2 separate regions of the Sus scrofa genome follow, and region 2 is linked to region 1. Evidence: chromatin contacts called from public HiChIP or PLAC-seq data. All regions are on one chromosome and are shown on one strand. The core of a region is the stretch at or near the end of the contact, and the rest is flanking DNA. Distances in the headings are between cores, read along the strand shown. Region 1 holds the start of PIAS3 (E3 SUMO-protein ligase PIAS3). Region 2 overlaps POLR3GL (DNA-directed RNA polymerase III subunit RPC7-like).

Evidence for each region. HiChIP or PLAC-seq counts read pairs in DNA pulled down with a chosen protein or histone mark.
Region 2: an H3K27ac HiChIP or PLAC-seq map of alveolar macrophages shows a contact between it and region 1. The contact joins the enhancer-like site here to the promoter of PIAS3 in region 1. A contact is called at or near these places in 1 of 5 promoter capture datasets (liver), 5 of 47 Hi-C or Micro-C datasets (blood, embryonic fibroblasts, heart right ventricle and 2 more) and 2 of 2 datasets of contacts at active chromatin or transcription factors (alveolar macrophages and skeletal muscle).

What each region holds. Positions count from the first base shown.
Region 1 is chr4:99,461,632-99,465,196 of Sscrofa11.1, reverse strand. PIAS3 (E3 SUMO-protein ligase PIAS3) reads right to left here and starts at 1,779. Exons shown (of 14, transcript XM_005663531.3): 1 at 98-1,779.
Region 2 is chr4:99,363,857-99,367,421 of Sscrofa11.1, reverse strand. It overlaps POLR3GL (DNA-directed RNA polymerase III subunit RPC7-like), which reads left to right. Exons shown (of 10, transcript XR_002343450.1): 4 at 74-203; 5 at 1,056-1,124; 6 at 1,694-1,750; 7 at 1,975-2,048; 8 at 2,177-2,290; 9 at 2,596-2,732; 10 at 3,125-3,565. Among named protein-coding and RNA genes, the nearest start is that of ANKRD34A, 12 kb to the left of the region's middle. Within about 2 kb of position 1,876, at least 39 of the 83 cell types and tissues checked have an H3K27ac peak or open chromatin away from gene starts, as enhancers often do. A contact at or near this core is called in alveolar macrophages and liver, where this site is marked.

The DNA of each region.
Region 1 (3,565 bases), core at 530-3,029:
TCTTCACCCCCTTCCCCCCAACTACCCTGTAGCTCGTGGTCCTGCGGTAGGACTCAAACTCGGCAGCAAGAAAGTTTGGTGCGAGAGCCAGACTTACCAGCACAGTTGCAGGGAGCGGGGAGGGGGCTCGGGAGGCTCAGAGGGTGGGCTGGGGAGGTGGGGGAAGGGAGCTCGGCGCCGCTCCCGCAGTCTGCGCGGCTGGAGGTCGGTCCGGCAGCTGGACGCTGCAGCCGCAGCTCCGCCCGGGCGGGAGCTCCGCCCGGCCCAGCGCTGAGGCTGGGGCCGCCCCCTCCTGGGTAAGCCCGCCAGGACCGCGGGGAAGTGGGGAGAGGGCGGAGTCTGAGGCGGGAGAGGGAGGGACTCAGCCCGGTGCTGGAGAGATTAACTCCTCCAGTGAGAGGATCAAGGGAGATGTTCTTGTATCTCGACATTTCTCACTACCGCTTTGACCCCTGGAAGCTCGTGTATGCGCTTGGGGTGGAGGCATGCTGCAAACAAGACAGTGCGGACCGGGAATCTGATAGCATAAAGAGGTTCCTACTTAGAGTGAGGCCCTCTCCCTCGGAGAAAGAAAACCCAGGCTGCTAAAACCCAAAGTGTACCTAAACCCTAACTCTATCTGTGGTCCCCTACCCCCTACCTCAAATACACAGATTGTCACCAGAGACCCCCACACCTTTTTTGTGATTGAAGGTGAATAGAACGGAGGTTTTCTTTCCCCAGAATGTCACCTGCCACTCTCTGAACTGCCTACTCTCCTTCCTCCAAAGTGTTAGACCTTCCAGAGGTCCCATTCTCAACTAAACTAATCACGCGTGGGCAGGTCCCTTGAAAGTACCACATTTAGAGCAGTTTACTCAAACTAGGTACTGGAAAAACTCATAACCTTTTATACTTGGTTGGCTGGGACATCAGTGATAGTTATTTGTGTAATATTTGAATGCTGTTCAGAGATTGTTAGGTGCTGAGAACATAAAACCCTTGCAGGAGTTGTCAGCCAAGCATCAGCAACAAGATGGTTAAACCAATAATTGGCATACAAAAAGAGTGCTCTAATAAATAATATGGATAATCCTCTCATTTAGCTTAAACATTCAGTATAATCCTTCCCTGAGCGACTCCACAGCTCTATGACTGAAGGTGCCAGGCTGCCAGTATCCCCAGGTACCTGCTGAACTGGACAGTGCCTAACTACTTTGTGGATTTTATCCCTAGGAAGGATGTCCACCCTCTCCTGACACTCAGGTTCTTTCCTTGCTGCTCCGTAGTGCAGAATTAAGCTCAGTTATTTGGTTCTAAGTCCCACCTGCTCCCTCTAACACTTGAGTCTCCATCAGGCCTGAGCTCTTTTTTTTGTTGTTGTTGTTCTGTTAAGTTCTCTAAGTCAAAAGTAACTATGGAAGTTCCCTTGTGGTGGAGTGAGTTAAGGATCCAGTATTGCTGCAGCTGTGGTGCAGGTTGCAGCTGTGGTACAGCAACTTACAGCACAGATTTGATCCCTGGCCCAGGAACTTCCACATGCCACAGGTGCAGCCAAAAAAATAATTTTAAAGTTATTATGGACTCGTTTGTTATCTTCTAGAACTTTTAGTGATTTTAGGGGAAGGAAAATAGAGAGGATTTAAGAAACAGATGGGGGAACTCTTTGGGAGTGATGGATATACTCAGTATCTTGATGGTGTGGTTTTTAATGGGTGTGTACATATGTCAAAATGTATCAAACTGTACATGTTACATGCAGTTTATTGTATGCCAGTTATACCCTAATAAAGCTGTAAAAATGTAAAAGAAGAAAACCACACCTTGATTCCTATTGATTTCATAAAGGAGGGATCTCTTTTACAGTTAGAGTCCCCAAAGAAAAGAGGAACTTCCCTTCCAAGGAGAAGCCTCTCAGCAGTAAACCTGAAGAGGCTGTTGGCAGCAAGAGCAGCAGCTCCAAGAAAAAGTTCCAAAATCCAAGGGAGATTAGAATGGACATTTTCCTGATGGGGCATAACCCACAGAGATATTTCCCAACCCACCCCCTATATCCCAATAAAAACAAATGACAAGGGGAAAAAAAATTTAACTGAGGTTATAAGTTTCAGCATCCCTACAAGATAACATATAACTAGGAAGAAGAGCATCTGAATCTGAGCCTGCATGCAAGCTCTCTCTATATCCAGTGCCTGGCACATAGTAGGCCCTTTAAATATCAGCTTATTAAATTAATGTTACCAGAGGAGGGAACCTGCAGATCAGGACCAAGTTTCAGATTGAGGGCATTCAAAAACGTAGTCTGAACCCCATCATGGCTCTGCAAGCCCCACCTTCTCTCACACATACACTCCTACAGCTGAAGCCTAGAGAACAAGGGGAAGTGAAGCAGGAATATAAGTCCCTACTGAAGTCCCACTAAACAGCCCAGAAGGAAAGAGGGGAACATTAAGACTATAGTTACTTCTGGAAAGAACGATTTCTTGGGAAAATTTCAGGGCTTGAGGTTGTAACAGTTTATGGAGCTGAATAGAGGGCCATTGCCTAGGAAGACCAGGGGCTGGAATAGTTTCCACTTCATGTTAACACGAACATCACTGACCATTCCCACAGCTCAGCCGTCCTGGGATCAGCTTCCAGGAGCCCCAGAGGAAGCCAAAGACCTGGCTTCCATTACCAGAGCTGTTTCCTGACTCATACTTGAACTTAGCAAAATGACCCTCCTCCTCTCTGGACCTTTTCAGCAGTCACTTCATTCTTCCCACCGCACACTGCATATATAATAGGGAATATTACAGTCTTTTTTTTTTTTTTTTTTTTTTTTTTTTGCCTTTTAGGGCTGCACTTGCAGCATATGAAGGTTCCCAGGCTAGGGATCCAATCAGAGCTACAGCTGCCGGCCTGCGCCACAGCCACAGCAAGGCAGGATCTGAGCCACGTCTGCAACCTACACCACAGCTCATAGCAACGCCAGATCCTTAACCCACTGAGCGAGGCCAGGGATCAAACCCGCATCCTCATGGATACTAGTCAGGTTCAGGAACTACAGTCCTTTTCTATTCTTTGGTAACTCTAAGAGCAGGAAGGAAGAGAGGTTCTGTTCCCCTCTTTTTTTTCAGCCACACTCACAGCATGCAGAAGTTCCCATGCCAGGCATGGAAACAGGGGCACAGCAGTGACAACACAGGATCCTCAACCCGCTGAACCACCAGGGAACTCTGTGTTCCCCTTAATAGACATAACCTGGACCATTTGATGCTCTTCTTCCGGCAGCTGCACACTTCTTTTCCCCCTTCAATTCCTCTCTTCATTCTCCCAGCCTTACAGTAGTCCTGTGCCCATCCATACACACACAAACCCTAAAGTTGACCTTCATCTTCTCTAGGATCTAATCTCTTTTCTTGCTTTTCCTGGCCAAACCCAGGAGCTGGGCTCTGCATCCCCAATCTGCTCCCACCCCTCCCCCGTCTTCCACAGCAGCCCCTCCCCACTCTTCTCTCGGCCCAGTCAGTTTATTTCCTGCCAAACCGCTGCCACCTGACCCAGCATAACCCAGCAGGGGGTGGGCTGAGAGAAGGAATTGGGA
Region 2 (3,565 bases), core at 627-3,126, 98 kb after region 1:
GCTTGAATTGTGAGGAGAGGAGAGGCCCTCCCAGATTTTCTCCCTGATCTGACCATTGCCTCTGCCTCCTTAGCCCTTGGAGTTCCGCCCAGTGCCTCTGCCCTCAGGAGAGGAAGGGGAATATGTCCTGGCACTGAAGCAGGAGCTACGAGGGGCCATGAGGCAGCTCCCCTACTTCATCCGGCCTGCTGTCCCCAAAAGAGGTCAGTTGGAATGCTGGAATCAGGTTCCAAGTGTCTTCCATGAGTAGTGCCCTGTACATAACACCACTGAGGCCCAGAGAGGCCAGAAGAGGCACAGGAAGCTCATCGCCTAACTAGGGAGCTATAACAATTACCCCTGTGTTTGCAATGCATGGAAGTGTCCATGGTTTGTTTTGAGCCTCACAATAGTCTTGGACAGTAGGAGGTTATTATAAAACTGCCCATTTTACAGGTATAAATGTGAAGATGTATAAAAAATTTTAACACTCTGGGTATTGCAGGCACCAACCAGTCAGAAGGGGTTGAGAAGGGGTCTCTGAGAAGCCCTGCTAATTAAGATTACCCCTCTGGTTTGTGGATCTGGGAGATGTCAGGGCGACCAGGACGGACTGGAGAAGGGGGCACCTTTGGGAGGCTTGGGATAGTGGATATTTACCAGTGGGTGTGGCAGTACAGTATTTCAGTATATTGACAACTTGTGCTTTCCTACTAAAGCCCTAGTAAGTAAAGCTCAGAGTGATAAAAGACTTGCCTAAGTTAGTCCCATTGACAAAGAGTAAAGGGAAGACTGAAACCCTAGTTTCTTGCTCTAGTATGCTTTCAACTGTACCACACTACCAGTCCACATAGCCATGCCTCTGGTTAAGGGAGATAAAAACATTGTAATCTGGTGGCAGAAGGCCGGGTTAGAAGAGTGTTGAATGTCCTCGCTGAAGCTGACCTTCTGGGCTCTGGGTCTGGGGTGAGGGAGCAGACAATGTTTGAGTTATGAGAGGATTGCGCCCTCAGGAACAATCTTATTCTAGGGCTCTGAAAGGATAAAACTTTGACCCTTGACCTCTGATCCCTCAGATGTGGAACGTTACTCAGACAAGTATCAGATGTCAGGGCCAGTTGACAGTGCCATCGACTGGAACCCCGGTAGGTGATGGGGCCTTTCGCCAACTTCCCTTCTTTCAAATGTTTGAAATGCCTCAAGCCTCAAGCCACCACCGTCTTCTCCACCCTCCTCTGCCCCCACCTCCACCCTATTCAGGAACCTCAGACGTGCTCCCAAACACTCTCAGACTCTACCTAAAACCCATGAAGTAACCCCACTGCTCGGCAGGCATCCAGGCAACTCTGAAGCAAAACTTCTTTCCTCATCCTTACCCTGATCTTATCTCTCCGTTAAAAAGAGTCATCAGGAGTTCCCGTCGTGGCTCAATGGTTAATGAACCTGAGTAGTATCCATGAGGACCCATTTTGATCCCCGGCCTTGCTCAATGGGTTAAGGATCTGGTGTTGCCCTGAGTTGTGGTTACAGACGCAGTTCAAGCCCGCGTGGCGCGGCATAGGCCGGCAGCTACACCTCAGATTCGACCCCTAGCCTAGGAACCTCCATATGTCCGGGTGCGGCTCTAAAAGGACCAAAAAAAAAAAAGGAGTCCTCATTCATAGGAGACCCGCAGACAGAGTCTGCCTGACTTTTATGTTCCTGCTCTTCCTAGATTGGCGACGTCTACCCAGGGAGCTAAAGATCCGAGTGCGGAAGATACAGAAGGAACGTGAGTGTATCTGGGAAAAAGGAGGGAGAGGAGAGGTTTCCTTCATCAGGTGGAGGGCCAAGGCTGCTCTCCCAGGGCCTATCCCGTCTACCCAGTATTGTTGCTGGATGCCATGGTGGCCACATGAGGGCAGCAGAGTGACATGGTCTGTGCAAGAGGGTGTGGTAGACCAGTTAACAAGGAAGTTTACTCTCTGAAGGTTCACCTTTTGATCCTCTCACCAGGGACCACCATTCTACTTCCCAAGAGGCCCCTTAAGACCACAGAGGATAAGGAGGAAACAATACAGAAACTAGAGGTAAGGAAGCAATGCGCATTGAGATCACTTGGACCCCAGATTCATTCCTCTCCTTTGGCCCGTGTGTGCCTCGATTTTTTTCTTATGTGGCTGTGTCTGAATTTCTCTTCCTCTTCATCCTCACACAGACCCTGGAGAAGAAGGAGGAAGAAGTAACTTCAGAGGAAGACGAAGAGAAAGAAGAAGAAGAAGAGAAAGAAGAGGAAGAGGAAGAGGAGTATGACGAAGAAGAGCATGAAGAGGTGATGGGGACCTCCTTTCACTCTCAGGGGACCCCCTCTCTTCTGCTCATGAGCTCTGAGGAATCTCAACCTTGTCCACCAGGGGTGGTCTCTTCAGAGGGCTGGAGGACCAAAGGAGATAGTGCCTCCAAAAGATAGTGCCCTCCACTTTATCTGCCCCTGGGCACTTCTCAAGAGTGAACTACAGCTTGAAGGGCCCTCTCAGCCCCAGAACGGGGATATTGAGAGGAAAGGAGACTGGTGCACAGGGACGAAGTGGAACACTGAAAATATACCTGACCTTCCTTCCTGTTTTTCTATTTCAGGAAACTGATTACATCATGTCATATTTTGACAATGGAGAGGACTTTGGGGGTGACAGTGATGACAATATGGATGAGGCTATATACTGAAGAAGGACCCTGAACAATACCTTGGACCCTCATATCTTTCTTGATTTAGGGTACAGAGAGTAACTCCTCCCTACTATTTGGTTTTGTGAATAATCAAATCATTTGATCAGAATCCAGATAACTTATTTGGTCCCTGGAGATACGAATAGAGAGTGGCAACTGATAGCTCTCTTTTCCACCTTTCCCCTCCCTCTTTCCTCTGAAACTGTATCGCCTGTGATATCTTGGGGGAAGGAAGGGCAAAGCACCAGTGTCTTGACTGTATGAAAAGGGGAAAGGAGGGTCCTTTCCTCCTGGAGTCCTTAGAGCCGAGACAGCTGTGCGCATGCCCCTACCCATTTTTTACAGTTCTTTTTGGAGGTAATTGGGGGTGGGAACAGTTAGGAGCAGTCAGACCAGTTTTATATTTTTAAGTAAAATGTTTTTATCTGTCTCTGTCCAGGGCGAGGCCCAGTGGGAGAGGGCTGGAGGAATGAAGGGGATGCCCAGTGAGCTGTTCTTCTCTCCTTACCTGTGAAGAGTCCTGTGTGACACACTGGGGGTTTCAGCCTTCCTGTCCTTTGTACCTTCTTGCCACCCCCTGTGGTGGGACACCTACTCCCAATCTAGCTCTGCCAGGGAACATTCAGGAACTCATCCTAAGGGCTGTGCAGAGTGAGTTGTAAACAGCCCACCCCCTGCAGAGCAGCTGGCTTTTGAGCTTCTGGTCCTCAAGCAATGGGGACGTGATTATCTCTGTTCACATGTGTTTACAGGGACACGGGCCCTCGCTTTCCCACACTTGACCTTGCTCTTGTCCTTGTTTACAAGGAGCGATTATAGCTATTTTTGTGGGGAGAGTCAAGAAGGCCAGGTGGGAGGAGGGAGTCGGGAGGAGGTGCTG